Regions from separate parts of the Mus musculus genome. Here all the other regions are linked to region 1. Evidence: chromatin contacts called from public promoter capture Hi-C data. All regions are on one chromosome and are shown on one strand. Each heading gives the region's core, a stretch centred on a gene start, on an enhancer-like site or on the middle of the called end of the contact. The rest is flanking DNA. Distances are from core to core; before and after follow the strand shown. Region 1 holds the start of Fam149a (family with sequence similarity 149, member A). Region 2 has its middle 6.5 kb from the start of Slc25a4. Region 3 holds the start of Cfap97 (cilia and flagella associated protein 97). Region 4 overlaps Snx25 (sorting nexin 25). Region 5 holds the start of Ufsp2 (UFM1-specific peptidase 2).

What was found. Promoter capture Hi-C pulls out the DNA fragments that hold promoters and counts their contacts.
Region 2: a promoter capture Hi-C map of liver shows a contact between it and region 1, with 4 times the contacts expected there. The contact joins the enhancer-like site here to the promoter of Fam149a in region 1. A contact is called at or near these places in 4 of 39 promoter capture datasets (hippocampal neurons, liver and pre-B cells) and 1 of 484 Hi-C or Micro-C datasets (cortical neurons).
Region 3: a promoter capture Hi-C map of embryonic stem cells shows a contact between it and region 1, with 2.9 times the contacts expected there. The contact joins the promoter of Cfap97 here to the promoter of Fam149a in region 1. A contact is called at or near these places in 7 of 39 promoter capture datasets (the 3T3-L1 cell line, cranial neural crest, embryonic stem cells and 3 more), 1 of 484 Hi-C or Micro-C datasets (cortical neurons), 1 of 115 datasets of contacts at active chromatin or transcription factors (bone marrow-derived macrophages) and 1 of 9 other capture datasets (embryonic stem cells).
Region 4: a promoter capture Hi-C map of hippocampal neurons shows a contact between it and region 1, with 3 times the contacts expected there. The contact joins the enhancer-like site here to the promoter of Fam149a in region 1. A contact is called at or near these places in 7 of 39 promoter capture datasets (the 3T3-L1 cell line, cranial neural crest, embryonic stem cells and 3 more) and 1 of 9 other capture datasets (embryonic stem cells).
Region 5: a contact with region 1 is called in a promoter capture Hi-C map of liver, with 3 times the contacts expected there. The contact joins the promoter of Ufsp2 here to the promoter of Fam149a in region 1. A contact is called at or near these places in 16 of 39 promoter capture datasets (the 3T3-L1 cell line, 3T3-L1-derived adipocytes, cranial neural crest and 8 more), 1 of 484 Hi-C or Micro-C datasets (olfactory sensory neurons) and 5 of 115 datasets of contacts at active chromatin or transcription factors (bone marrow-derived macrophages, embryonic limb bud, embryonic stem cells and 2 more).

The regions. Positions count from the first base shown.
Region 1 is chr8:45,380,218-45,385,704 of GRCm38.p6, reverse strand. It overlaps Fam149a (family with sequence similarity 149, member A), which reads left to right and starts at 3,414. Exons shown (of 14, transcript NM_153535.2): 1 at 3,414-4,552. The coding sequence starts at 3,945.
Region 2 is chr8:46,214,798-46,220,284 of GRCm38.p6, reverse strand. No RefSeq gene overlaps it. Among named protein-coding and RNA genes, the nearest start is that of Slc25a4, 6.5 kb to the right of the region's middle. Within about 2 kb of position 3,199, at least 150 of the 459 cell types and tissues checked have an H3K27ac peak or open chromatin away from gene starts, as enhancers often do. A contact at or near this core is called in cortical neurons, hippocampal neurons and liver, where this site is marked.
Region 3 is chr8:46,160,346-46,165,832 of GRCm38.p6, reverse strand. It overlaps Cfap97 (cilia and flagella associated protein 97), which reads right to left and starts at 2,182. Exons shown (of 5, transcript NM_025747.4): 1 at 2,084-2,182.
Region 4 is chr8:46,038,237-46,043,723 of GRCm38.p6, reverse strand. Snx25 (sorting nexin 25) reads left to right here. Exons shown (of 19, transcript NM_001372342.1): 15 at 2,290-2,407; 16 at 5,203-5,269. Among named protein-coding and RNA genes, the nearest start is that of Lrp2bp, 30 kb to the right of the region's middle. Within about 2 kb of position 3,258, at least 14 of the 459 cell types and tissues checked have an H3K27ac peak or open chromatin away from gene starts, as enhancers often do. A contact at or near this core is called in hippocampal neurons, where this site is marked.
Region 5 is chr8:45,973,474-45,978,960 of GRCm38.p6, reverse strand. Ufsp2 (UFM1-specific peptidase 2) reads right to left here and starts at 3,433. Exons shown (of 12, transcript NM_138668.2): 1 at 3,373-3,433. It overlaps 1700029J07Rik (RIKEN cDNA 1700029J07 gene), which reads left to right and starts at 3,709. Exons shown (of 7, transcript NM_001033148.3): 1 at 3,709-5,457. The coding sequence starts at 5,358.

The sequences.
Region 1 (5,487 bases), core at 2,165-4,664:
AGATACAGTGAACTAAATCTTTCTCTTACCTTCAGTGGAGCTATTTAAGAAAAGATGCGTGGTGGCTTAACACCTAGACAGTGTGCCAACAAAAAGGAGAGAAAGGTCTTGGGTCTCTGATGGCGTTGATTAACTTCAGCAGTGTCAGAAACAAAAAAAAAAAAAGGATGGGTTTTCTGTTCTGTGAGCAACTTAAGCATCATGCTGATCAAGGCTGTGTTGGTAAGGGCTTTCATTATGATGTGAGACTCAGTGCACCTGGACTGCTCTCCAGTCTGGTCCTTTGTCCTCTCTGCTACATTGTATCTACTGTGGTACCCAGTGTGTACTGTTGTGATCCACAAATAAGCTCTATCTGCATGCAGCTTGTTGACCTGAAACCTGTTCTCTTCTTCCTATTTTAATATTTTCCTCTTAGTAGAACAAATTTAATCAAATATGAAGCAAATTTTTCCCGGGTCTTGATAAAATTTGTGTTTATCATGGAAAATAAATAGACACATCCATTGAAAGCATTCAAGCTGTACAACACTGAATGAGCTTAGAAGTGAATGTAGCTATAATTTCTTTATACTGCTTTGTCTCTGATTAATCAATGTAACCTGGAGTCACAAAAAGAAGAATTAGCTCAATTAAAGCTGGGAGTTTTTCTTTACTTTTTAAGCTCTGCTTAGTGATCTCTATAAAGAAATGTAACTCCCAGAAGATGTCCCTATTTGAGACAGGTACTTCATAAACAAATTAGTTACTCTTGTTTGTTTTGATCAAATATTAAATTTCCAAAACATAAAATTTGTTCATAGAAACATTATTATAGTTCCCTAGTATTTTCTCCATGTCAGAGCTAAATGACAGAAGAAAAATAAGCCAAGTTCTTAGCTAATCAAAATACGATTTTTAAAACTAAACACTTTAACATTACTAACAGCCTGTCTAAAATGAGTACAGTCCTAGTCCGTGAATCATTTCTTTTCTTTGCATTATTCTTCAGCTTCAGCTAGAGCATCATGGTCCACCACCTAAGGCTCGTGTCATGAAAACTGCATGCTGTTGGTAATTAAGGATTAACCTGGTAACATCTCACATGTGTCTACAAAGCTGTTGATGGATGAACAATGGCTGTAAGAGACCCAGTGGCTTCCTTAGAAGGGTTTATTATGGGTGCAATTACAGATCATTTTTCCAAAGCAGTGTCTGCAAAAACAAAAGGGTCAATCACTCATCCACTGCCCCTTGTTTATGGGGCTAGCTTTTCAGAAAGCCACAGTCATTAGTTAACTAGCAGTGGGACCTTCCTCCATGGGCCTTCTCTCTTTCTGTCGCTTTCTCTACGGATTAAAGACAGTTGCTATCACCACTTGAATTTATAGCCAGCTGTTTAGAGCCAATGTGGCCACTGAATACTTTTCTAGAATCACAAGTAAAATACGATGATGGTGAAAAGCTCCTCTTTGCTTAAGCAATCCCCTAACAGTTTCCTAGGGTTATCATAACAAGTTGCCACGTCAGGATGGCTTCACGTAGCACACTTCTGCAGGCTACAAATCCTACACTGGGTATCTGCAAAGCTCGGATCCCCTGGAAACCTGGAAGTCAGGATTTTTCTCTCCCTCTACCACCTGAACAGTAGTTTTGAGACTGTCCACATATCTGTCACCACAGAGGTTAGGGTGTTTTCTCCCATGTCACTTTTCTTGCTCACAGTATACTGTCCCATTGGCTTAGGGTCCATGCAAATGACTTCATCAGAACTTAATTATATTATGGTCCTGTCACCCAGGTTTTTTGTCATATGGTTTCAGTTGAGGTCAACTATGATTCAGAAATATTACTGTAGGAATTATATGAGTCTGTGTATGTGTGCCTGTGTATATATATGTGTCTGTGTCTGTGTCTATGTCTGTGTCTGTGTCTGTGTGTGTGTCTGTGTCTGTGTCTGTGTCTGTGTCTGTGTCTGTGTGTCTGTGTCTGTGTGTCTGTGTGTCTGTGTCTGTGTCTGTGTCTGTGTCTGTGTCTGTGTCTGTGTCTGTGTCTGTGTCTGTGTCTGTGTCTGTGTCTGTGTCTGTGTCTGTATCTGTATCTGTATCTGTATCTGTATCTATATCTATATCTACATATAAAGAGAGAGTGTGTGTGTAAGGACAAGGGACCAGCCATTCACATAACATTTACTGCAAGCCTGAGGAGCTATGTGAAGTATCTGAATGCCCTGACATATGTTCCATAGCTTGGGGACCATCTGGCAAATTGCAGCACAGGGGAATGACAAGAACATGGCAAGTGGCAGTTGGCCAATGCCAGTCTGCTTCTGATAGCCTTTCATTGTCCTACAGTCGTCACAGCCTTTCTGGTCTGTCCCCAGCACCTCTGTCTCTAGGGTCCACCACTGCTGACCTGGGGTTGTCTGGCACTCACTCACCCTTCCCCTCATCCAGATCCTTCCTTCCAAGCTTTCCATGTTGACGACTGCATACTCTTCCTAGTCCCAGAATCTGATTAGATGGAGCCTTATTGCTCCAGAGCTCTCTCTCTCTCTTTCACCCTCTCTCTCCCCCTCCCCCTGCCCCTCCCCCTCTGCAGGTGCTGTGCTTTCTCCCAGGTGATGCTGACTGAGATGGTGGTCATGTGCTACACTTGTGTCTAAGGGCTTATCTCAGTCACAACCTGAGATAGATAAGTATCTGTTTTGTTTTGTTTTGTTTTGTTAGTTTTATTGTACTTCAAGAACACTGTATCTCCTTGTCTCTCAGTGCTAAATGAGTCTTGAAATTCTATAAAGGTGCTTCTGACATGTTTATTTGCCAGGTAGGATACACTAATGAGATCATGGGCCATTTTCAATATGATAGGTAGAAAATGAGCTGCCTATGGGAAAACATAAAGCTTGATGTTCCAATTATGTTACAGTTTGAAAAGAAACACCCTCCCAGGTTCATGCGCTAGAGGCTTGGTCTTCAGTTGGTAGTGTAGAGATCCCCTCATTAAAAGTGTTTTTAAATGTTGTCATAGTTACAACAAACGGAGATGCAAAGCTTACCAGAAGGTATAAAAATAACCATAGCTCAGCTCATACATATATAAAATCAAAGTAGGTGTAATGCCATTTGTTCCACATAAGATATCTTGACATCTTCAGTGATGGACAGAAAATAAATCTTGGGGTAAACAAAGTGGAGCCCATTTCAAGCATATTCCCTCAATTCACCTTCCTGCTCACCCTTCTCACATCAAAGATCATGATCATGAGCATGGTATATTTGAACTTGTCAAGTCGAATGAGTTCCAGAACATTCTGGAACCGATGGGTCCGCTTGCAGGGATTATGTTCAAGGTCCTAGTAGCTCCTGGGCAGCCTGAAGCTGTAAGGATGGTGGCGAAATTTGAGACTGTTTCTTTAAGGCAAGAGTCAAGGAGGGGAGCTGGTGTTTCTATTGTGGACACAGCCCAGCTACAGCCTGGAGTCCAATTAGCAGAGAGCTTAGCAGGGGTTTTGTTTAGCTTAGCAACCGCCTGTGCAGCCCCAGGGGCCAGCCAGAGAATCTCCAGCGAGTTTAGCCCATAATCCGTGCATCCAACACTAGTCCTCTCCTTGAGCTCTGTGCCCCTGGTCCCTTGAACATCTTACTACACTGTGGGACAGGAGGGATTTCTCTTTGCAGAGGGTAACCAGCCTCCCTCTGTCGCCTTTACATCTGTGGGTTCATTGGAGAGGGTCTGTCAGACCCATAAGGAACTAAACGCTGAAACAACGGATTCCTGTGGGTGGAAAAAAAGACCTAGAAGCCTCGAGGAAGCTGTGTGCCAGGACCCCAGGACCCTCTGCTCGTCCCCAGAGCCATCTGATCCAGATCGCTGCAGGGGGTGGTGGATGGAGCCCTGCAGACCAGCACCTGGTGTCCTTGACCTCCCGGCGACAGTCACAGTAACCTCTCCAGGACCAAGGCATGAAGGTCGCTGTGTTGGACCTGGGGTCTCTGTTTGCCAAGATCTTCAAGCTCTCAACAGCATCCCCGGCAGTCTCCAGCCACCCTGGAGGCGCGGCGGCCACAGGATCAGTAGACTCCGGCGCCAGCACGTCGCTTAGAGAGGCTGAGACCCTGACTTTGCTCCCATCTCTGCCTCCAGACACCGCGGCCTCACGGGAGCCCTTCACCCCGGTGCACACTCCGCTCCCTGCCTCGCACCCCAGGAGCTCCGCAGCTGCTCAAAGGGTAGAAGCAACAGGGTGTTCCGGATCTCTGCCCAGCAGCTCAGGAGCATCCATAGCACCGCCCTTAACCCCCTACAGTGGCTCTGCCGGCTCAGTGGCTTCAGTGACTTTACCCAGCCCAGGGGTTGACTGGGCGACCCTGCCTTCTGTCACCATCCCCTTGGGCAGCAACAGCGTCACAGCATCAAGTCCACGGAACCCTCGCCAGCTGCGAGCTCCTGGAGAGCGAGAGCCCAGTGTATGGATGGCCCCGGGTCCGGTTCCCAAAACTCTGTTTTTCACCTTGCCTGACATTGGCGAGGAATGGACCTCGGACAGCGACTCCCAGGATGACCCAGAAGGGTGAGTAGCAACAGTGTTGTCAACTTTGACTTCCACCCTCTGCCTGCCACAATCTCTTCCCGGGTTCACTCCGCCCACTCCCAGGCTTTCTGGTCATTTCCAACATAGACTATGAGAAACTTTCCCTTAACATCCTCACAGTAAACTTCTTGTTGATCAAGGGAGAAAAAGAGGGAAGGGACAGACTGTGTGCTAGGTCTCTGCTACCCGAAGCACTGAACCCTAGACAGTGAGCATGATTTTCACGAGTCTGTTTATTTTCAAGCACCTTTCTCTGCGACAGAATGCACCAGGTGTCCAGGCAACCCGCTCTACTGGAGAGCAGCAATGGTTAAGAAATGGCTGTGCTTCCACAGTTTGAGGATCAGATCCCAAGAGGAATGACTTTCCTTTACATGACACCTAGTTAATTTACATATGTATCACCTCATCTGTTACAAAGGAGACCTGTGATGCTTAGAATTACATCTCCCAGAGGTCTTGAGTTCTGTCTTGGGGCCCTGAGTTACTACAGAAACAATGACTGACTTCACCAGAACAGAATGGGAATTGGAGGCCACTTTTCTAAGCGGACACACACAAACACACACACACACACACACACACACACACACACACACACACACACACACACCATACACACACACCATATACTTACCCTTTGAAATCAACGCATTATCCTTACCAAATAACTCGAGACTCTAGAGTGACAGTGAATTCTACTTTTATCGAGAGCATGTTGCTAGATGTTTTAAAGTGTGTGCAAACTTATCCGCCCTTTTGAATGCTCATAGAAGAAAGTTGTTCATGGTATGGGTGCATCCTTGTCAGCACTGGAAGTTCCATAATAGTCAGTCAAATTAAGCTGTTTGTCAACCAGTTACCCTTTAATATGGAAAATCACTTACACTTGGAAAGCTGCTCTAGTTACCTAA
Region 2 (5,487 bases), core at 1,950-4,449, 830 kb before region 1:
TCTTTGATTTCTTGGTGTTTTATTTTTTTTCTGCTTCACTGATACAGTATGTCTTGAGTATATGAACAAACAAGAGACCATACTGAAGATAGCAAGAAACTTCACAAGATTAAAGCGTTGGTTTTTTTTTTTTTTTTGGTTAAAAAAAAAACCTCTGATATTGTGTGTTAAGCATTTGTTTATAATAACAGGAATATAATGTTTTACATGAAACACTAAACAGTGGAGGAACCAGTTCAAAATGTACTTGGAAAATCAGTCAAGTGAGATCTAGGTGGCTTCTCTCACAGGGCTGCAGGTCTGCAAAGCCAGGAGCTGTTAGCTGGAAAGGTGCTATTGTAAGATCAACCATGCATAAATTCTAGATATACTTGTCTTGGATAAAGCAAGGAGGGGTCCTGAGATCCGTGAGAAAAAGGAAGCTGTATGCCCATCTTGAGGAAGTGCAAGGTCTACCAGTATTAGGGTGAGTTGGCATCTAGGGCTGGATGGCGTCCATGCTACCTTGTCTCAAGCAACCCATGCCAGCCTGACTCAGTTTCCACAGAAGGCCTCCTGAGAGCAGTTTCTTTCGTGACCGTTCTTAGGATTCAGGGTCTCCCCTGCCTCTCCCTTGTCCCAGCTAATAATTATGAATTCTCTTAACAGGATCTTTCTTTCTCTCTCTTTTTTTTCATAAACATTTTTTAAGACATTGAGAATAGAAGTTTTGGAAGCTGGAGAGATGGTTTAGCATTTAAGAGCATATAGCCAGGCAGTGGTGGTACACACTTTTAATTCCAGACTTCAGGAGGCAGAAGCAGATGGCTCTCTGAGTCCAAGGCCAGCCTCATCTAGAAAGTGAGTTCTAGGACATTCAGGACTACACAGAAAACCCTGCCTCAAAAAACAAGCAAGCAAGCAAGCAAGCAAAGAAACAAACAAAAGAAAGCAAAGAAGAGAAAAGAAAAGCACATATACTGCTCTTCCAAGAGGATCAAAGTGTGTTTCACAGCACCAATGTCAGGAAGCTTACATCTATTCATAACTACAACTCCAGGAGATCTGACATCATCTTCTGGCCTCCAAGGGCAACTGCACTCAGATATGCACATACTGAAATGTGACACACACACACACACACACACACACACACACACACACACACACACCATACACAATTGAAAGCTAAAGCCATTACTACTGAGGGGATCATAGAGATAATTCAGTGGTTAGGGGAGTTTGCTGCTCTTTCAGAGGATCTGGATTTGGTTTCTAGCATCCACAGTGAGTGGTTCACAACCTCCTATAATTCCAGTTCCAGGAGATCTGATATCCTGTTCTGGTCTTGAAACACACACACACACACACAGAGAGAGAGAGAGAGAGAGAGAGAGAGAGAGAGAGAGAGAGAGAGAGAGAGAGAGATAGTTTGTATATGTTTGGGCCAGGGAGTGACACTATTAGGAAGTGTAGCCTTGTTGGAGTAGGTGTGTCACTGAGGGCATGGGCTTTAATACTCTTGTCCTAGCTGTCTGGAAGTCAGTCTTTTTCTAGCAGCCTTCAGATGAAGATGTAGAACTCTCAGCAGCTCCTGCACCATACCTACATGGATGCTGCCATGTTCCATCTTGATGAAGATGGACTGAACCTCCAAATCTGTAAGCCAGCCCCAAATTAAATGTTGTCCTTATGAGAGTTGCCTTGGTCATGTAGTCTGTTCACAGTAGTAAAACCCTAACTAAGACACACACACACACACACACACACACACACACACACACACACACGGCATATACACACAGAGACACATAGATTAAAATAAATCAAAAACACAAGTTGTTGCTGTATCACAGTGAAGACCATCCCAAAACACAACCACAACTTCTATGTGGATTCATGTCCCGTCCCCTGGCTCAGCCTTTCAGGCAGTATGGCTGGTGCATCCCTCCTATGGCTTCCTTCCCAGGCAGTGACAACCTTCTGAATTCTGCATCATCAGTGCCCTGCAGAGCATTTGGGGACCAGAAGCAACAGTCAATAATGCTGATAGGAAGGTGAAAAGGGGGACCTGATTTGTGCCATTTTAATTCTGATGGAGAAAAGCAAAAGAGAAATGACTACAGGAGGAGGTAGAGAGTGAACCATTTCTACAGCTATAAGGGAGGAAAAAGGCAGGGGGTGGTGAGATGGCTCAGCTGTTAAAAGTAGTTACTGCTCTTCCAGAGGACCTGAGTTCAATTCCCAGCAATTCCATCAGGCAGCTTATACTACCTGTAGCTCTAGTTGCTGCACACATTTGGTACCCATCACCTCTTGCTGCCAAACACACAAAAACAAAAATTAAAAATAAACATGAAAAAAGATGCTTACTGTAGTTTCAATGGAAGCATTTTGGTTGATTCTATTTTCTAAGTCCTGTATTGTCATGGGGGGCATGTCTTCTAATAGGGACTTTACCTATAGACAATTATAGAAAACTCTCATTATGTTTTATGATGCATATTGTAGCTTGAAATCATGAAGCTACTCTCAGCAAGAATCATGGGAAGGTGTTTATTCTCTTGTTGTGTCTAGAGCAGTGTGGCATGTGACTGTGTCTAGTACCTAGCATTGGTCTGCACTCAACAACTCACACATAGTCCTATACAGTCAAAGCATATTTTGGGTGTTGAAGAACCTAGTCAGTAAAAGTGCTTGCCTTGCAATTGTGGCCCGAGTTTGACTCCCAGATGTGTGTTTAAAAAAGAAAAAAGAAAAAAAAGAAAAGGCAGGTAGGCATGGAAAACCTGGACACCAAGAGACCCTTACAAAAGAGAAAAAAAAGGTAGGTGCACCCGAGGAACGAACGTCACCCAAGTTGTCCTCTGTGCACATGCACGAATGCATAAATGCATAAATAAACAAACAAACAAATAAATCTAATTTGCTTTATGCCAAATTGAGCGCGTAGGAAGTTCTGTGCAGCTGGAAAGTCACAGTGGCTCACAGGTATTGTGCTAGCAATTGGCTTTTCTTTATTTGGTGGATCTTTGCTGTTCTCAGTTCCCAAAGACAGCTCAATACTTGATTGTCTTTTCTACAGAGCTTGCTGCCGCTGCCCGACCTCCAGGACATCATGAGCATTAGAGAGCAGGGCCCCTGTCATATCTGGATGCTTTGTCCTGTTCTTAGGCTGGCAGAGGGCCACGGAGCACCGGGGCAGGCTGGGAGGGAGACACGTGTTCTGCCTCGCTCCATTCTCTCGCTGCTCTGTGTAAGCGATACCCGAGTCTTGTGATTCCAGGCTGCCCCTGCTCCGGAGGGCATCTGAGGCCTCTCTTTCCTGAGAAAATCCACATGGACAAGCTTGACACGGCTGGGCTTCCGTGGAAAGCCTCTTGATTCCAGCTATGCTCCTCCTACTACATGGGGTGGGGTGGGGTGGGAGCGGAGGGAGGAGAAACGTGCTCCTACTCAGAAAATAGCAAAAATTCTGATGAATGCAACGAAGATGACATGCTTCCTGAATTTACAATTAATTAATTAATTGATTAATTAAGGGGCTTATTTATATTCAGTTTAAATGTCCGTTAAATTTTTCCTAGTACTGTTTTAGTCCTAGAACAGCTTAATAGCAAAAAGTCCAGACATATCAGCTTTTTTAAATCTCTTGTTTGTAGTTCCCCCCAAAGAGCAACAAGAAGGAAATAAACCATAATTATAGATATTTCATTAATTTTAAGCCATTGCATAACTTAGTGTATGGCAAACTAGAATTAGTCTCTAATGACAAATAATAGGGGAAGGAGATACCTACTTAATAATTAATGTTGGACGCTGCAGAGATGGCTCAGCAGTTAGAAGCCTGGCTGCTCTTCCAGAGGACTCAGGTTCTGTTCCTAACACCGGTGTGGCAGCTCACAACTAGCTCCAGTTCCAGGGAGGTTCTGACACCCTTTTCTGGTTTCTTTGGGAACTGCATGCATGTGGTGCACAGAGATCCACCGATATATGTAAAAAATCAATATATCTTTTTTTAAAAATGATGCTGGGATATCCAAAATGCTATAGAGAACAGTGAAATTGGATCCATATATCCTTAGCATAATGCTTTTTCATTGTTTTTTAACTTACTATGAAGCTCTGACTAGCTTGGAATTTGCTATGTAGACCAGGCTGGCCTTTTAAACTTACAGAGAGACACACCTGCCTTTGCCTTCCAAATGCTGGCATTAAAGGTATGTGCCAGCAGGTATAAACATGTGTTAGATGTATTAACAATAACTGAAAATGTTTTTTTCCAGAGTAGAAGAAAATAGACTAATATACCTATGAGGAGTCAATAATCTGTTTACAGAAAAATTATTTTAGGGCTGGAGAGATGGCTCAGCAGTGAAGAGCACTGACTGCTCTTCCAAAGGTCTCGAGTTCAATTCCCAGCAACCACATGGCGGCTCACAGCCATCTGTAATGGAATCCAATGCCCTCTTCTGGTGTGTCTGAAGACAATGACAGTGTACTCATATACATAAAATAAATAAATCTTTTAAAAAGTTTTTTAAAAAGGAAAAAATATTTTATGCTAATATGCATAGTATAAATTTGTTTATAGCTACATAAAATAATACTAATAGAACAACATGATAGAACAAAAATTAAATAAGAAACAAAATTTAAAATTACTCAACATATTTATTGTCTCAAGTATATAGTTGTTAATATAAATGCTTTTGTGCCAGTGTTCAAGGAAGACTAAAAGTTTGCGCGCGCGCGCACGCACGCGCGCACACACACACACACACACACACACACACACGTATATAAATAAATAAAAGAAAGAAAAGAAAATCTGCCAAGTTAAAATGCATTCTATAGCATACACATAACTTCATCACAAACTCATGAAATGCCACAAGCGACTAAAAGATGTTCTTTCTAGGGCAGTGTTGGAGTAGGATCTATGATGAGCAAGACCACATTGTATTATTGGTGGTTCTGATTTCTCAAGAGTTATTTATTTTGTTTAGTTAGGGGAATGTGTGAGAGCTGGTAGTGGTGGTAATAGTGGTAGTGATGGATCAGAGGATAACTTTCAGGCATCAGACCTCTCCCTCTACCACACTGGGCCTGAGGATCAAGCTCCGATCATCGGGTTTAGCAGCTAGCACCTTGATCTGCTGATCCATCTAAGTGGCCCAAGAATAATTGTTGAATTTATTCAAGAGCTACGAAACCTTTAAAATACTCAATGTATCCATTCTATTTTGGGATCCTATTAGAAGGAAACAAAGTAAACGAAGGTTTTGCAAGAGTGTTTAAGTAGCAACATTGTTTTTTCATCGATAAAAATAAGCAACATCTCTATTGAACTCAGAGACATCTAGCTGGTGCCTAACTAGAGATTTCATCCCTGCAGAAATCGTGTTCATGCTACTAGAAAAGTCCTCTTGCACACTACCAAAGGCAAGCACCAACCCTGCTCCAAAACCTTTGATCTACAATGGTGACCTGCCTGCAAGATACACT
Region 3 (5,487 bases), core at 933-3,432, 780 kb before region 1:
ATATTATCTCATCTAGGATAAGTACTTCCCAAATGGATAGACCCAGCACTAAATCAACCTAAAAATACATTGTACGAGCTCTAACGTAAATCTCTTGAAATTGAAGAATTTCATACTAGACAAAAAAAAAAATCACTAAATGATGAGATAGTTTGCAGAATCGTAGCCATAACCGAAAAGTCAGTTTAGGACCACTGAGATCACTGGGTCAGTAATGGTGCTTGCTACCAAGCCTGCCAGCCTGAGTTTGGTTCCTGGGACTTACAGGATGGAACAGGAGAACTAAGCCCTGGTCCTCCCAACCTCCACAAGTACTAATGAGTGTGTCCCCCAATAAGTTTATTAAAGAAAAAAGCAGTCATCATCGTAACAGAAGTTATTAATGGTTTGCTCAGAAACAGTAGTACATCTTGACTAACAGACATGTGACATCTTACTGAAGTGTATGCTTAGGTTTATTCAGAAGTAGGTTGGGTGAGATAGAAAAGCTTAAATAGTTCCAGTGCTCCAGTTGGGGGGAGGAGAGGGCGCTGGCGTGTGTTTGTAAACATGGTGCTGAGGTGGTGGATCCTTAAGGACTTGCTGGCCAGCCAGTCTTCTACTTGGTGAGTTCTAGGCCAAACAAGGCCATTTCTCAAAAGAGACGGTGAATGGCACCGGATGAAGGACACAGGAAATTGTACTGTGGTCTTCCACACTGATGCTGTCTCGTCTAATTAGTTTCTAGGGGTCCAAGAGCAGAACGGGAAGAGATTTGTCTAAAACTTTGCCTACGGGAGTCTCCTCACGAGACTGGCTAGCGTTGGACCCCTTATAGCGTGTGCTTATAAATCAACTACTAGTGAAGCCAAATTAAGAGGATCACCTGAGCTCTGGAGAAAGATGGAGAGAGGAGAGGATGGGGCGAGGAGGAGGTGGAGGTATAGCCACTCTTACCAGACTGGGCGCTCCAGAGGTCTTTCTTGTTCACCTTTATACATCCAGTGTCTAGAAAAAGACCTACAACAGTTGGGTTTATCCCACAAAGAGGTCTGGAGATTTAAGGCTCAGCCCAGGTTCTTACTCTGCCTCCTATGTAAACAGAATAAAACCATCATGTTTCCAGCGTATTTTGATAATGTCCCTCTCTCCGCTGGAGAGGTGGCCCACTGCCTAGTGTATGTCAAATTTCTGGTGTTTATAGTCAGAATTTCTATTGGGCAAGAGTGGCTGTACACACACAAACTTAAGTTCCAGGAAAACTTAGCGGACGATCTCCCTCATTAACGATTCTTTTGCCAAAATTTACATCAAGGTTGCTTCTAATTCAACTTACATTCGGGAATAGGCAAGAAAAATTGTAGCTTTATAGGATCGTTAAGATTATCTTACAACACACGGGAGAAGGATAAAAATCAAAGGATGGTTCATGAGACTCTAACAACCCTCTGGTGGATCGAGCCAGGTTGCTGTCAAAGCTACCTGGAAGTTACTTGGAGAGTGATGTTTTAGCTTATGCAGAACTAGCAGTAGAAATAACAGCGCTTTCCCAATACACCAGAAAGAATACTCGAATAACCTGTCATTAAAAACGGCATTTTGTACATTTGAGATAAGTCCTTATCTGTCGATATGGACACAATAGGGCACCAAATTAAGCATACAAAAATCTTGGCTCAAACTGAACACCTGGTTTTCAGGAGTCTGGGGCTTCTTCCAGGACCCCAGTCGGTTGCCTCTTCACACTCAGTGCCTCAGAGCTGTGGGTTCGGGTTCAAGCGCCCGGAGAGGGGCAGCCGTGGGCTCGGACCCCGACTCCACGCCTCCTCTCGCGTCCTGCGGGCCGGGCTATCGTTTTTTTTTTTTTTTTTTTTTTTTTAATAGCGGTTACCACGTCGCTCGCCCTGCGGGCTAGCGAGGCCGAGGTGGCGGCGCCTAGGGCTGAGGACAGCCTGTGTCCCCCCCACCGTGGAGGCTCGGCGGTACCCACCCCGGGTGCTCGCCTCCGTCGGGCACTGAACCGGGGAAACGGACCCCGAACGCAGGGGAGGGCCGTCTCGCCCGCTGGAGACCGACCGGATGCGGAAGCCCGAGCGCCGCTCACCTGCGAACTGTGGCCGCCACGGACTCTTGCGCCCCGCGGAGCGTTCGGGTTCTCGCTCGCTCTGCGCACGCGCAGCCACACCTCCACCGTTCTCCCTCCCCCGCGGTAGAAGCTAACGGAGACCGGCGCACGCCTGAGCGCGGGCGGAAGCTCCGGGGGTTGGACTCAGCGGAAGGGGAAAGGCGGGGCGAGCGCGGAGCCGAGTCTCTGCCGGCGAGGGTGAGGGCTGCGCTCCTGTCGTCCGTAGTTCCGGGAGACCCGGTCAAAGTGATCAGGCCGGCGCTGCAGGGGCGACAGCTTCTCGGCAGGACCTCGCGAGGTCTCGGAGGCTCATGGAAAGGAGGCCACCAAGGCCTCCCTGTTGTCCAGGGCATCACCTGCTCGCCTACCCACGACGCTGCGGTAGGTCTAGACGTCCGGGATGGTTTCCTAAAAAGACGCTGTAATCTTGTAATTCTGTAACAAGATGACAATAATAAAAATGGAGGACGACTGTGTGTTTTGTTCGATTTTATTTCAGCAAAACGCTGTTTACACGAACCAGTCCTGGTGGCGGATGCCATTGGTCTCAGCACTTGGGAGTAGAGGGAGAGGAATCCCTGTGTTCTACATAGTGACTTCCAGGCCAGCCAGGGCTATATCGTGAGGCCCGTGTCAAAGGAGGAAAAAATTTCAAATTCAAGCATAGTTAATATGCACCGGGGCAGGTAACCCATAAAGGATGGCCCTTCTGATGGTGAAGGTCCACTTTAAGCAATATAAAAAATGATCTCTATAGACGGTTGAGTGCCTTAATTTCTTGTTGACACATCTAAGGGTCAGGAATGGCAGTACACTCCTGATCTCTATCCTCTAATCACCAGAGTACACGAATATGTTACTTTATCTGGCACAAGAATTTAGCTGATGCAATTAAATTTACATTATCCAGGAGCTCATTGTGTAATCAGCCACTATAAATCCCTATAAAAGGGAGAGGCAAAAGCTTCCAAGCCAGTTAGTTGTAGGAGCTGGGACACAAAATAGTTGAGTGATGTGTGGAAGAGTCAATGAGCCAAAGAATGCATGCATCTCTGGAAGACTGAAAAGAGGGGAGAAGTGGCTTCTACCCCGAAAGAACTCAAATATGCCTGGATTTTAGATTTCTGACCTCCACAGCTCCCTAATCCAAATCAATGAGTTGTTTTATACATCTAACTTTGTAGTAATTTGTTACAGCCATAATAAGTTCTCAGCACTTAAATAAAGGTACTAAGGAAGCAAGCACAAACTTAACATTATATCCTAGGGACTACGAGTGTATTGTTTGTCAGAGCCATGACAGAATAGCTAACACAGTGAGGAAAGATGTGTTGACTCACATTTTGAGAGGGTTCAGTCCTTCATGGCACTACAGAGCAGCAGTTTGTGGAATTATAAGACTGGAGAATCTGGCCTACAGGAAGAGGCCAGGGCAAGGTATAATGCTAGAGATACCTCTAGTGACCTTCTTCCACCTAGGCGCCACCTCCTCCCTATCACCACCTGCTAATAATGCCAGCATATTATGAATCCATCAAGGGTCACTTCATTGATGAGATCAGAGCCCACATGATGTCTCTGGAAATGCCCTCCAGACACACCCAGAGGTGAGCTTCACTAAGTGTCTAGGTGTCTAATCGTGTGTGTGTGTGTGTGTGTGTGTGTGTGATCACAACCACAGCCATCAGACTCAAGAAAGGACTCTTATTTTGAACAATATATTTTATATTTTTGGGGTCCTGATTATTAACAAAGAGAAACTTTTTTTCTTCATTTTGTTGGCTCAAAGACAGTATTTCACTTAATTTTTAACTAATGAAAAAATATTCTGTCAGGGTAGATATAAAGTGTTTGAGTAGACATTTCTCCAAAGAAGATACAAATAGCCAACAACACAAGAAAACACAGGGACTTCACTAAAAATGATTTGAACGAAAATAACCTCTATATGCATGTATTTGAATACTTGGTCCTCAGTTGGTGGAACTGTTTGGGAAGGAGTAAGGTGTGCCTTGTTGGAAGTGTGGCACTAGGGGTGAGCTTTGGCAAAGATCTCAAAAGCCTTCTACTGCTCTGCCTCCTGCTTTTGGATTAAGAAGGGAGTTGTCATCTGTCCCTGCTGCCATGCCATGCCTTTGCACTGCTATCATGGACTCTGACCCTCTGAAACTGGGAACCCAACTAATTGCTCTATTTTATAAGTTGCCTTGGTCACGTTGCTTTGACACAGCAATAAAAAAGTCGCTTAAGACACTACCCATTAAGGAACTGCATATCAAAATCTGTGAAGGCCTTTGAGATGATCGTGTCTGGTAGGTAAATGTGCTTGCCAGATGACTAGAATTAGATCCCAGAACACAAGAAAACATTCAAGGCCACGGAGACAGCACAACTGGTACAAAGTAATTCCAAAGGCAACCTGACAACCTGAATAGAACTTCTAGATTCCACAGTGGAAGTAAAAAACTGGCTACAACCTCACAACTTTTCTATGACACACCTGTGCTCACAAAGTTACCCTAGAACCACAGCTTCACTGTGGTACTTTGCTCTGTACCTGCACACCAAGCATACAAAGTCAGACAATGAGGTTCATTTTAGCCCCACTTGGAGAGTTACCATTTTAGAAGTAGCTGTTGCAAAAACTAGAAATAGACAACAAGATGGATAAGACTCAAAGAAATTGGAAGCCTTTTGCACAGTTGATACATAAGACAGCAGGATAGGAAATTATGGTATTTTCTTGAAAATAGTAAATAGAATTATATGAACTAGCAATTACATTTCAGGATATATGCTCAAAAGAATTCAAAGCAGCATCTTGGATATTTGTACATCTAGATTCATAGCATTGTTATTTATAATACTCAAAATATAAAAACAACCTGAGTCTATGAACATAAAATGTTGATACAGGCACTTGCATACACAGTGAAATTTTACCCAATCACGAAAAGGAACGAAATCCTAATACATGAAAGTTTAAGAAATGATGCTAAATGAAGAAAGCTAGTCAGAAAAGACAAATACATGATTCCATGTCTAAGAGGCTTAGAATAATGTAATTCATGCGAAGCGGTTCTGGGGAGGAGAATGGCAAGTTGTTTGATGGCAGAGCTTCTGTCCAGTTGCCTGGTAGAAAAAGTTTTGGACATGGTAGCGTAAGTTCTTTGGTGGCAGAGTATCTATGCAATTGCCTGCTAGAGGAATTCTGGAAATGGATAATGATTGTTACACAACATGAATGTATTTACTACTACACTGTGAAAATGGTTACTATGGTAAAATTTCAGTTTTGTGTATTTTACAATAAAAGCAATTGACTTTTTAAAAAAATATTTATTTATTATATGTAAGTACACTGTAGCTGTCTTCAGACACTC
Region 4 (5,487 bases), core at 2,009-4,508, 660 kb before region 1:
AGGTCATCGGGGAAGAAGTTGGGCTGGGACTTGGAACTGAGGGCTCGGGGAGGAGGATGTGCCCATGGGATAGTGGGCAGATCACTAGACTAGACTGGCAGGTGTCTATCACGTGCTTCTGGAAGATAAGGGAAAGGTTATGGCAGGGTAGGGGCTGAAGCTTCATTCTTGGACAAGGAGCATGTAGAATCAGAAATACCTGGCAGCAATGTGTATGGTAAAGCAGTCAGTGGAGAGACAGCAAACATGTTAAGTCTCATATGCTGAACCTTAGGCTTAAAGTATGTACAGACCACTAGAGCCCCTTGTTGGGCTGTCTAGCAAGTTAGAAGAGACTAGCCTCCAAACTCTGCTTCTTTATCAGGATTGGCTTGTTGAGTTTGCACAGAGTGACCATGAACAAGAGTGTGGTACTTAATTGCATTCTGAATTGGGAAGCGAAATGCGCACATAATCTCTGTGTGAACCCCTGTCTCCGAGACTCCTCTAAAACCCACTTCCTCCATGTCTGCTTTGACCTGGCTAGCTTTCCTCTGTTATCTTAGACACGAATTCCTGATATATAACTGACTTGGTCAGTATGAAATTGTTCTCTAAAGTAGGTGTTGTAGTTGCTTCTCAGTGCTCACCTTCATCAACCCCTCTGAAGTATTTAATGTTCCTGGACCAGTGAGAAGCTGGGGAGTTTTAGAGGACTCCTTGTGCTTCCAAGAAACTCTGTGGGGCTGATCTCCAGATAACACCCAACATCTCATAATTAGTCTTGTGCCTAGTTTCACAACCTCAGCTTTCTTTTTAAATTTTTATTGAAGAATTCTCATATGCTATTTTTTGGTCATATTTTTCTCCCTCCCCAACTCCTTTCAAATCCTCCCCTCTGCCTTATTCACCCAACCTCACCCTTTCCCAAACAACAAGCAAGCAAACAAACAAACAAACAACCCCCAGTTCCCTGAGCCTTGAAAGGGATTTGATGAAGACAACCCATTTAGGACTAAGTGCTCCCAACTCTCTCACTCTCTGCACACTGTCCAGTCCCGGGTCTCTGTGTTAATTGCCATGTACTGCAAGAAGGAGCTTCTCTGATGGGAAGAGTAATGCACAAATCTGTCATCAGGAGCCATTTTATTGCTATATTTTAGTTTTTTTTCCATTAGCTATATTTTATTTTGTTTTTATTTAATAACAGTAGTAGGTTTTCCCCTAGGTCCATGATCTGTCTACCCTCAGAGCTTTGGCTTCCTTAGCAGTGTCAGGTATGAAGTCCATCTCATAGAGTGGGCCTTAAATCCAACTTAAAATAATGGTTGGTTATTCTTGTAGCAGTTGTACCACTATTGTACTAATGTGTCTTGCAGGCAGGTTACTGTTGTGGATCTCAGGGTTTGTAGCTGAGTCACACGGATGATTATCTTTCTGTCTGGTATCATGCAGAGGACCTCTCCACACAGTAAACTTTAGTCAGTAGTGGTGAAGCTTCTAGTCAGGTGCCAGCTCAGCCTCTCTGTGTTCAGGGACCTGAGTGTGGTCTTCAGCAACAGGGCCTGACCATCGAGTTGTGGTGACTAGCCAATAGCCTTAGCATAGCCTGTGATGTTCAGGGGGTGTCCACAGGGCCTCTGTGGCCAGTGACCCAACAAGATGGAACCGTTGCTGGCTCTGGAGTTATTACGTTCAGATTTGGGATTTTTGGAGACACTAGAACAATAGTCTCCAGCTGCCTTCTCAGCTGCTTGGTTTTTGGGGAGCTCTTCATCCTGCCCTGTGAAAGCTGCCATGTCTGTATGTCAGTCTCCATAGACCACTGTCAGCCACTGAGAGTCTGGCCTCATTGCACTCAAGTGTGCCAGCCTGGTGCCTGGCATATAGGAAGGTTTGAATTGAAATATGTAGATCAGGAAGTGAGACTAGCTCAAGTGTATGGGAAATGCTTGAAGGAGAACTTTAAAAATATCTCAATTACTTTAAAATGTGCATATTTTTAAGAGCAGTGAATTAAAAAACATTTTGGTTAAAAGTCAATATGCAAAAAAAAAAATCTCATCATCTCTGGGAAACTGTATTACAATTCCCTGATTATTTAAAGAGTGTTCCCCAGCCCCACCCCACCCCCAACCCCAGTTAGCTTATTTCAAGCTTTGAATCTGGCTGTAGAGTCAGGCTGTCCCCTGAGGTTGGACACTGATAGAATAAGGGTAGGGTGGAAGTGGGAGTTTGGGGTCTGTACGTGAACCGACTACACTTTCCTGGGTTCGTGACCTGCTGTCTGCGATGTTGCCTGTCCCTCAGGAGGAGATAGAAGAGGACAGCGACCTGTCCGATTACGGGGATGATGTGGACGGGAAGAAGGATTCCTTGGCTGAACCGTGTTTCATGCTGATCGGGGAGATTTTCGAACTTCGAGGAAGTAAGTCTCTTTGATGGCAGTGGGATTTATTGATCATTGCTCTGCTTCCAGCATGTATTAAATGTATCTGTACTCATGTGTTCATGCATCCAAGATGCACTTTAAAGATGCTTCAGGTGTTACACTTCATCCTTGGTGCTGAAGGTACAGCCTTAGGACAGAGAGAACTTCTATATTCCTGAGACTTGGGTTCCTGCTGTACTCAGCATTGTGCTCCTCTGTGTTAAAACAGAGACAATGCTTTGAACTCTTTTCGTGTGGCTCAGTATAGTTTCATTGTCTCATCACCAGAACTTACTCAAAAAATGATTTGCATAGCCTGTGATTAAAGATGCAGTTTTGATGCCAGGGTAGTGTTTTGGATATATATCATATATTATAAATGTATAAGATGTATAATATATGAAGGCTGAGTGTAGAATAGTTTCAGTAACTAAAGTTATAGAGTAAATAAACTTTAGAAATGGAGGCTAGTTAAACTGCTTAAGAAATTAGTCAAATATTAAACTCTTTCAGATGAAAGATTTTTTAGCCTTGTTGTAATTTAGATTCTTCTAAAATGGTCGCTGATCTTTAACTTGATTCAGTTTCGTCAGAAAACAATAGTATTACACTCAGTCTTTCTTTCTTCAATGAAATCTTGTCCACAAATCTGTGCGTCTTCCCATTTGCCACAGAGGGTGAACAATGAGAATGCAGCGTCCTACCTGGTAGCTTCTTTCCCATAACCTCCAAGAGACGAAAACACTCTGTGTCTGCATCAGAGCCAGTCCCAGCCCTAGGAGGATGCTAAATGCTGGCATTTTAGCCTGCTCATCCTCCGCTGACCGTCTGCTCAGAGCATGTTTGGTTTTGTCAATGACATTTCCGAGAGGAATAAATAGAATGCCTTGATAACGAGACAGGATGCATTTGCCATCAGCAGACGCCTCGGGTGGCTGCTGCAGCGGCCACCGTGCTTTGAACAGACGTGCTTTAATAGGCGTCAAGGGGGCATTTGGGCAGGTGGGGGCTGGGAATGAGGAGACAGGGCAAGTTCTAGGTGAGGAGACCCAGTGATGGGAGGGAGCCCAGCAAACGTCTGCTGCTTCTTTGTGTTCGGTGTACAGAAGGACCTAGTAAGACACAGTTTTATTTTAAATCCTCAACTGTCAGGCAGTTGTGATCAGACCGGCTGGCTAAGAACTACCTCTCTCCTGACCTAGAAAGGCCAAGCAAAGCTATCGTCATGAACAGAAATGTTCATTCTAGCCCAAAGGCCAGCCTAAAATAAACACATCTACATACATCCCATACAGAGGCTCCAGGCATCTCTGAAGCATGGGTCTGAATCCAGACCCTAACTTTTATTTGGGGGTGGTTAGGTTTTTAACTAGGCATTGAGGCTCAGTCAGTAGTTAGGAATACCCTTACATACCTTGGTCTACTGCTGGGTCTATGCCAGTTGTTGCTCTTGTGTAATCACCCTTGGGAGAGGGCCTTTGGGAATTTATTCCTTTTAATTTTCCCTACTCGATCCAGAAGGCCTGAACTGTTGGCTCCATTGTTGCCAAGTCTGTGTTTATCATTGTGCTAGTAGCCAAACATTCAGGGGCTAGAGATGGAAATGTGGATTTTTAAAACTTTTATATTAAAATTTATGAATGTAAAAAATATCATTTTTTTCCTTTTTTTGTTTACATTAATATTCTACACCTGTAAAATGTCTCTATGTTAGTAATAAAAGTTATGACAGGTAGAACCCCTCATGCACAGAAAATACCCTTAGTGACTGTCTTAATCAGGGTTTCATTGCTGTGAAGAGAACCATGATCAGAGCAGCTCCTCTAAAGGGAAACATTTAATTGGGGCTGGCGTACAGGTCAGAGGCGCACTCTGTTATTATCCTGATGGGAAGCATGGTGGCACACAAGTAGACACGGTGCTGAGAAGGAGCTGAGAGTTCTATATCTTCATCTGTAGGCAGCAGGAAACTGTGTGTCACACTGCTTGAGCATAGGGTACCTCAAGCCTGCTTCCACAGTGATGTCCTTCCTCTAGCAAAGCCACGCCTTCTCCAACAAGCCACACATGGGTCTATGGGGGGTGGGGTGGGCATACCTATCAAACCCCACAGGGACAGAGTAACACAGGCCCACTTTAATCTCATCCTCTTCCAGATGAGGGGCCTGAGGTTCAGCAAGGTGATGTATGCCCAACTGCTCTGGAAGGTGTTGCAAGAAAATAATTCACATATTATTCAGGACTCTGGTTTTAAACTTCTCATCTCTTGCCCCCATTTAAGCACATGAGATATTACTGTACAGTGTGTTGAACAGACTAGAGCACTCCAAGGGAGCAGTCAGGGCATCACTTTATTCACATTTGCTAATGTCTGTCAACATTCGAATACAGACATTTCTCCTGAGGATCCTTTGTTAGAAAATTGGAAGCAGAAATGTACAACAGGAATTGCACTGTCTGCTGTGGTGACCAGCCATGCTATCAGCAGCCCAGGGCATGGCATGGGAAGTAAAGTATTATTTCAGCTCTTCTGTAGGCAGAAGAAAAAAGGCGGGGGGGGGGGGTCCTCTTAACTCTCACCTCTTCATTTGCCTACTGAAAAATGAAACCTTGGTCAGAGTTTCCTGAGCAGGAGTATGCTAACTCAGACCCAGTCTCCAGAAAGTGGGTCCTGTGATCAATACATAGATTCAGATGGAATCAAAGGACAAGATTGTTTGCCTTGTTGAGCTGTGAAACTGGGACACTTGTAATATCCTGAGATAAATGTTTTCTTCTGTCTTATATTTTAGTGTTTAAATGGGTGCGAAGAACATTAATCGCTCTTGTTCAGGTCACGTTTGGAAGAACCATCAACAAGTGAGTTGTTCCAAATTACCATTACCCTTTGTCTGAATATTGAATTGCCTTACAGTACGGCAGCTTTATGGACAGATTTAAGTAGAAATGTCCTTCGTTTGTCTTTTGATCCTGATACAATGCTGAGCCGGTGAGGAAGCACATGCATGGTGAACAGATGACAGACATTTGAGCTAGTTCCAGCATTCACTTTGAGAGTCGCAGTAGCATGTCAATTC
Region 5 (5,487 bases), core at 2,184-4,683, 590 kb before region 1:
ACAGCATAAGGCCATCCTGGGCACGAGAATACGTAAAAGCCTGCCCTGCTGCCTTTCATGGCGATTACAATATGAAAAGGAGGTTCAGAAGCACTGCATTTGGCACTGGAATCTTGATGCATTTAGCAACGACATGAAATTGTCAGTGGTAAAAAACTAGTTGAAGAACATGACCAGAAGGGGATGGAGAGGTGGCACTGACGGCTCTTCCAGAGGTCCTGAGTTCAATTCCCAGAAACCACATGGTGGCTCACAAACACCTGTAGTGGGATCTGATGCCCTCTTCTGGTGTGTCTGAAGACAGCTACAGTGTACTCAGAAACCTAACATAAATAAGTAATTCTTTTTCTTTTTTTCTTTTTTTGGTTTTTCAAGACAGGGTTTCTCTGTGTAGCCCTGGCTGTCCTGGAACTCACTCTGTAGACCAGGCTGGCCTCGAACTCAGAAATCTGCCTGCCTCTGCCTCTGTGCTGGGATTAAAGGTGTGCGTCACCATGCCCAGCCCAAATAAATAATTCTTAAAACAACAACAAAAGAAAACATGTCAAGAACACTGAGCTTAACACACGGAGAGACTGTGGCTAAGCCAGCGGGAGGAAAGGAGCTACCGATGGTGACACGCTGGAAGAACTCATCATTGGCAAGGCTCAACAGTGATTTCACATTTAGAAAATACACCAGGATTAGATACAGGGATGTGAACCAAACTGCAGCAGTGAGAACACCACAGAGCTAGAGAGTGTGCGAGACAGAATTTATTTGGCTTAGACAATGGTCGCCACTGACAGAGAGAGATAAAAAGCATCTGCAAAATGGAAGCGACTAGCAGTTCTTAGCTGGGATCCATGTTGAGTTTCAGGTAGCAAATGATACATATAACAAAAGAGCTGTCTCATAATGTGTTTGTATGTGTTTGGGGGAGGTGGATTCTTGAGGAAAGTTTTCAAAGATTTTATCAAGTTCTTAAACTATGACTTGAACACTTAAGGACTACATGACCCAAGAATCCATGGTGCTTTGACTGAGAATGGCCCCCAGAGGCTCATATTGAAATTCTTGGTCCTGAGCTGGTGGAACTGTTTGGGAAGGATAAGAGGTGTGCCATAGAGGCTGGCTTCGGGCTTCAGACGCCTCCCACCATTCCCACGATGCTCTCTGCCTCCTGCTTGCAGATCAAGATGTGAGCTCTCATATGCTGCTCCAGAGGCTTCACCAAGTCATGGCTTTGCTTCGTCACCATAGGCACTAATGATAGAACCATAGGCACTAACTCCAGAACCATAAGGCCAACTAAACTCTTGGTCATGTGCACGGTGTCTTATTACAGCAACCCAAAAGACACTAACAGAAGAACCCTGTGGCGGTTTGTATATGCTTAGCCCAGGGAGTGGCACTATTAGAAAGTGTGGCCCTGCTGGAGTAGGTGTGTCACTGTGGGTGTGGGCTTTAAGACCCTTGTCCTAGCTGCCTGGGAGCCAGTCTTCTAGCAGCCTTCAGATGGATGTAGAACTCTCAGCGACTCCTGCACCATGCCTGTCTGGATGCTGCCATGTTTCCGCCTTGATAATGGACTGAACCTCTGAACCTGTAAGCCAGCCTCAATGAAATGTTGTCCTTATAAGAGTTGCCTCGGTCATGGTGCCTGTTCACAGCAATGAATCCCTCAGACAAACCCTATTCTGGAACAAGTGAGCTAGAACTGACTCCTAAGGCTTCAAATGACTGAACCTTGGGCATATATTACCTTTGATTGTCAGAACATTATGAAGTAGGTGCCGGTGCAGTTTTTTATTTTGTAAATTTCTTGTCACATCTCTGCAAGAGTGACAGCTTTTATGTAACCTGTTCAAAGACTACACCATGTCCCAATTTCACTCCATTAACTTCATTCTAAGCGAACAACAAAAAGTTTAATAATGCTGTCCATTCATTCTGTTGTTTATCATAAAAAACTAAACCCCTCAAAACTGGAAAATACTGTGAGAACTACCAGTGAGAAGTTTGATAAATTTAGAACAACATTACCATTTGAGTAAGAAAAATACTTACATAAACTGAAGATTGAAAAGACAAGCAAAAAACCCTGTCTTGAAAAAAAAAAAGAAAGAAAGAAAGAAAGAAAGAAAAAGAAAAAAGAAAGAAAGAAAAGAAAGAAAAAAGAAAAGACAAGCAAGAGTAAGGTTTAACTCGGGTACTTATACAATAAGATTTCTGCTTAACATAATCAGTCACGCCTATTCTTTTCTGTAAAAAATGGGGAAAAGATATGGTACTTCAACCAGGGTTGTTATGACAATTCTTTAAGCAATCATATGTGAAAGCGCCAGGGTCTCTTTAGGCTTTTAAAGCAAGATACTCTATGAAGATGTAATATTTAAGCTGAAATTCGAAGGGCAGGTAAGTAGCCCATAAAAGAAGCCTTAAATTTTCCAAGGTAAAGAGGTATTCTTATGTGTGTAAGCCCATTCTAAGCACAGTGGCCAATTGGTGAAGGTTCGCTTAATTGAAACAACATGTAGGAAGGCTGATGTATACGATTGTAAGCCCAACACTTGGGAGGTAGAGGCAGGAAGGTCTGGATTTCAAAGTCATTCCTGACTGTGTAGCCAGTTCAAGGACAGCCTGGGTTTTGTGAGGCTCTGTCCTAAAACCAAAGCAAAAGATCACTTAGACTATGACCCATGGACGGACAGCAAGGACAAAGCTCAAGGACGGTAAAGAAGGTTTTAATACAGCCAGCCAGAAGTAGAACCCAGACTTGATTATTGACTTTGTTCTTGAGATGAGGCAAGTTTGTCAAGGGTTTGGTGGGCACAAGGAGGGGTGAGCTGGGTTATCGAATGGGAATTCTGAAGGAAGAGTGCGGGGAGAACAGGAAATGATGAGCCGGCTCTGTAACTGCTGAGTTTGAATGATTTATTTAAGTGGAAGCAGTTGACTAGACTTATGAATTGGGTTCGGAGAGAAAGCTCAGGGTGTAAGCTGAAGATTATCATCTGCGGTACAGATGGCAGGACTTAGCTGAGCTAGGAGAAGGGGGAAGCTGGAGAGTTCTGTGCCACGTAAGCGAAGGGAGAAGACTATTTTAAGGAAGTTAGGTCTATCTTTTCAAAACCAAAAGTTCTTTTAGCTAGCTTCTAAATACGACAAATAGTGCCTTACTGTCAAGATGCACTGACTGACCCGGAGAGTCGCATGACCCGGTGCTGCTGGTGACCAGATCACCCAAGAGATCCAAGTGAGGATAGTTTGTACCGCGACTTTTGGCCTCTCAGGAGCAGCTCCTTTTAGGGGCCTGGAGCCATTCTCCTAACGGTTGACGAAGTCCTAGGGGTAAATACGGGGAGGTCACTGACAACCAGAATCACTTACCAAGCACCACTGGCGATGGCAAGAACACCTACTTCGTGCAAGCAAGGGTCGTCCCGGAAGTGACGTCACGCCCGCCGACTGCGGGGCTCCGACAGGTGACTACAACTCCCAGAATGCTTCGCGTCAACCATCACGGAGCGTACCACAGGGAAACTATTCGCCGATGGCGGGGAAACAGAAGGCTTAGTTTCGAGAGATTTTATTGGCTGAGACTTACGTATTCTATGGCCTTTCTTCCGTTTTCGTGGACGCGCCGTGCGGGTTCGAACGTTCCGAGGGCCTACAGTAGCACGTTGGGAAAGGGTTCTCCCGTTCCCACGGCAACGCGGCCTAACATGCGCCAGCGGCAGCTTGCGGAACTGTGCGGCGCGCGCCTCTGCTGCTGCGCTCTAGGCTGGAGCCCCGGCCAAGCGCGTGGCCTCGAGCTCTTCGGGCTCTGCTGTGGAGTGATCCCCGACCGGAGCAGGGTCCATCTGATTCTGGTTGTGGGATTAGGTGTCTTTTGGAGAGGTGACTCGGCCTCGCAGACATGGGTTTTCCTTAGCTACCTGCCTACTTCAAGCTACCTTTCCTTAGAGGGAATAACTTAGACAATCAGTCCATTTATTTTCTGCAGTTTCTCCCTTTTAGCCAAACTTTTTTTTTTTTTTTCCTGGCGTAGAAAAGAATTTATTGAGTAAATTGCAAGGATGCAGTGGACAGGGCTGTAACAGAGGAACCTTCTTAGCCAAACTTTTTGAAGGGAACTTGCCATATTCTACTTGGGTAGAATCCCACGATTTTCGTGTCTACGTGATTATAAACCAAAATTTATGCCTTTTAAAGTCTGTTTTCCTACTTCTACCTGACCAGAAGGAGAGGGTTGCAAAAAACATTGCGTAAATGTGTGAATGAATACTTTGTAAGTTTTACTTAAAGAGTTTATTGTAGGGACAAAGTTGAAGGCATTGGCCGCAAGCGCTGGGGCGACAATGGTAAAAAACTAAAGGGGTTTTGTCGTTCAAGCCGCTCCGGAGGTTAGGGCAGAGGTTCCCTGATTCCAGGAGTTCCATTCCAGTCTGGGCAGCGTTGCCTCAAGAATGTGGTGAAGGAGATTGAAACTCAGTTCATGGTTCCTAGCTGTCAGTTCACTGGGGAAAATAAAGGGTGCCAAACCACGGATATAAGATGACTGTTAATGAAGCTTGGGAAGGTGTTAAAGCGGAGAATCTCCAGGAGAAGAGACCAACTCCATGACTGTCCAATTAAAGCAAGCTGTGTGTTGGGGTGTGCCCGTACTAGCCTGCTGGCTGTCTCACTCTGAGAGCACCCCTTGCGGCAGCCTCATTAGGTCCTTTTTACACGAGAGAGAGAGAGAGAGAGAGAGAGAGAGAGAGAGAGAGAGAGAGAGAGAGAGAGAGAGATCGTTCACCGGACTGAGAGAGTTGGCTGTTATACATTGTAAAAACAAAACCAAAGAACAATGTGAAAGGGAAGGAACAAGGTCATGTTCCTACATCATGTGAATCGGGTAGCAAGTTTAGTGTTGGTTGAAAGACATTTTGCAGTTTACATCCTATCTAAGAAACAGGGATCAGTCCTTAATTACAAGGAGAAATCTCAACTTGGAAGCACTTAACGCAGGACAAACAGGAACGTATTCTTTAACTACAAATAGAAACCGTAGCCTGTACAGGATGAACAGGAGCTTAGTCTTAACTGTCTTAACTGGAAACAAAAACTTTAACCTGCAAAGTATATTGTTCCTAGTTTGGTCTCACAAAAGCTATGCACAAGCCTATCTGATGGGGCTTGTGCGGGTACGTAAAAGAAGTCAACCAACCAACCAATCCAGAGACTTAAAATAATGGCAAATAAATAGTTTGATATTTAATAATCATTCTTTTCTTTAAAATTAATTTCCTGTAGTTTTCAGTGTAAAGTAGGATTTTGCTGCAAAAGAAGATCTAAGAACCTTTGTGAAGTTACCACCCCAAGGAGCAATCATGCCGATAGAAGGTGGGAAAACAGATATGGAGAGGATTGGCCTCTTCAGTGAGATGGAATACATCACTGTGGGCGACAAATATGTGTCACCATTTAATCGTGAGTATCTTTGGTATTTTAAAATACTTG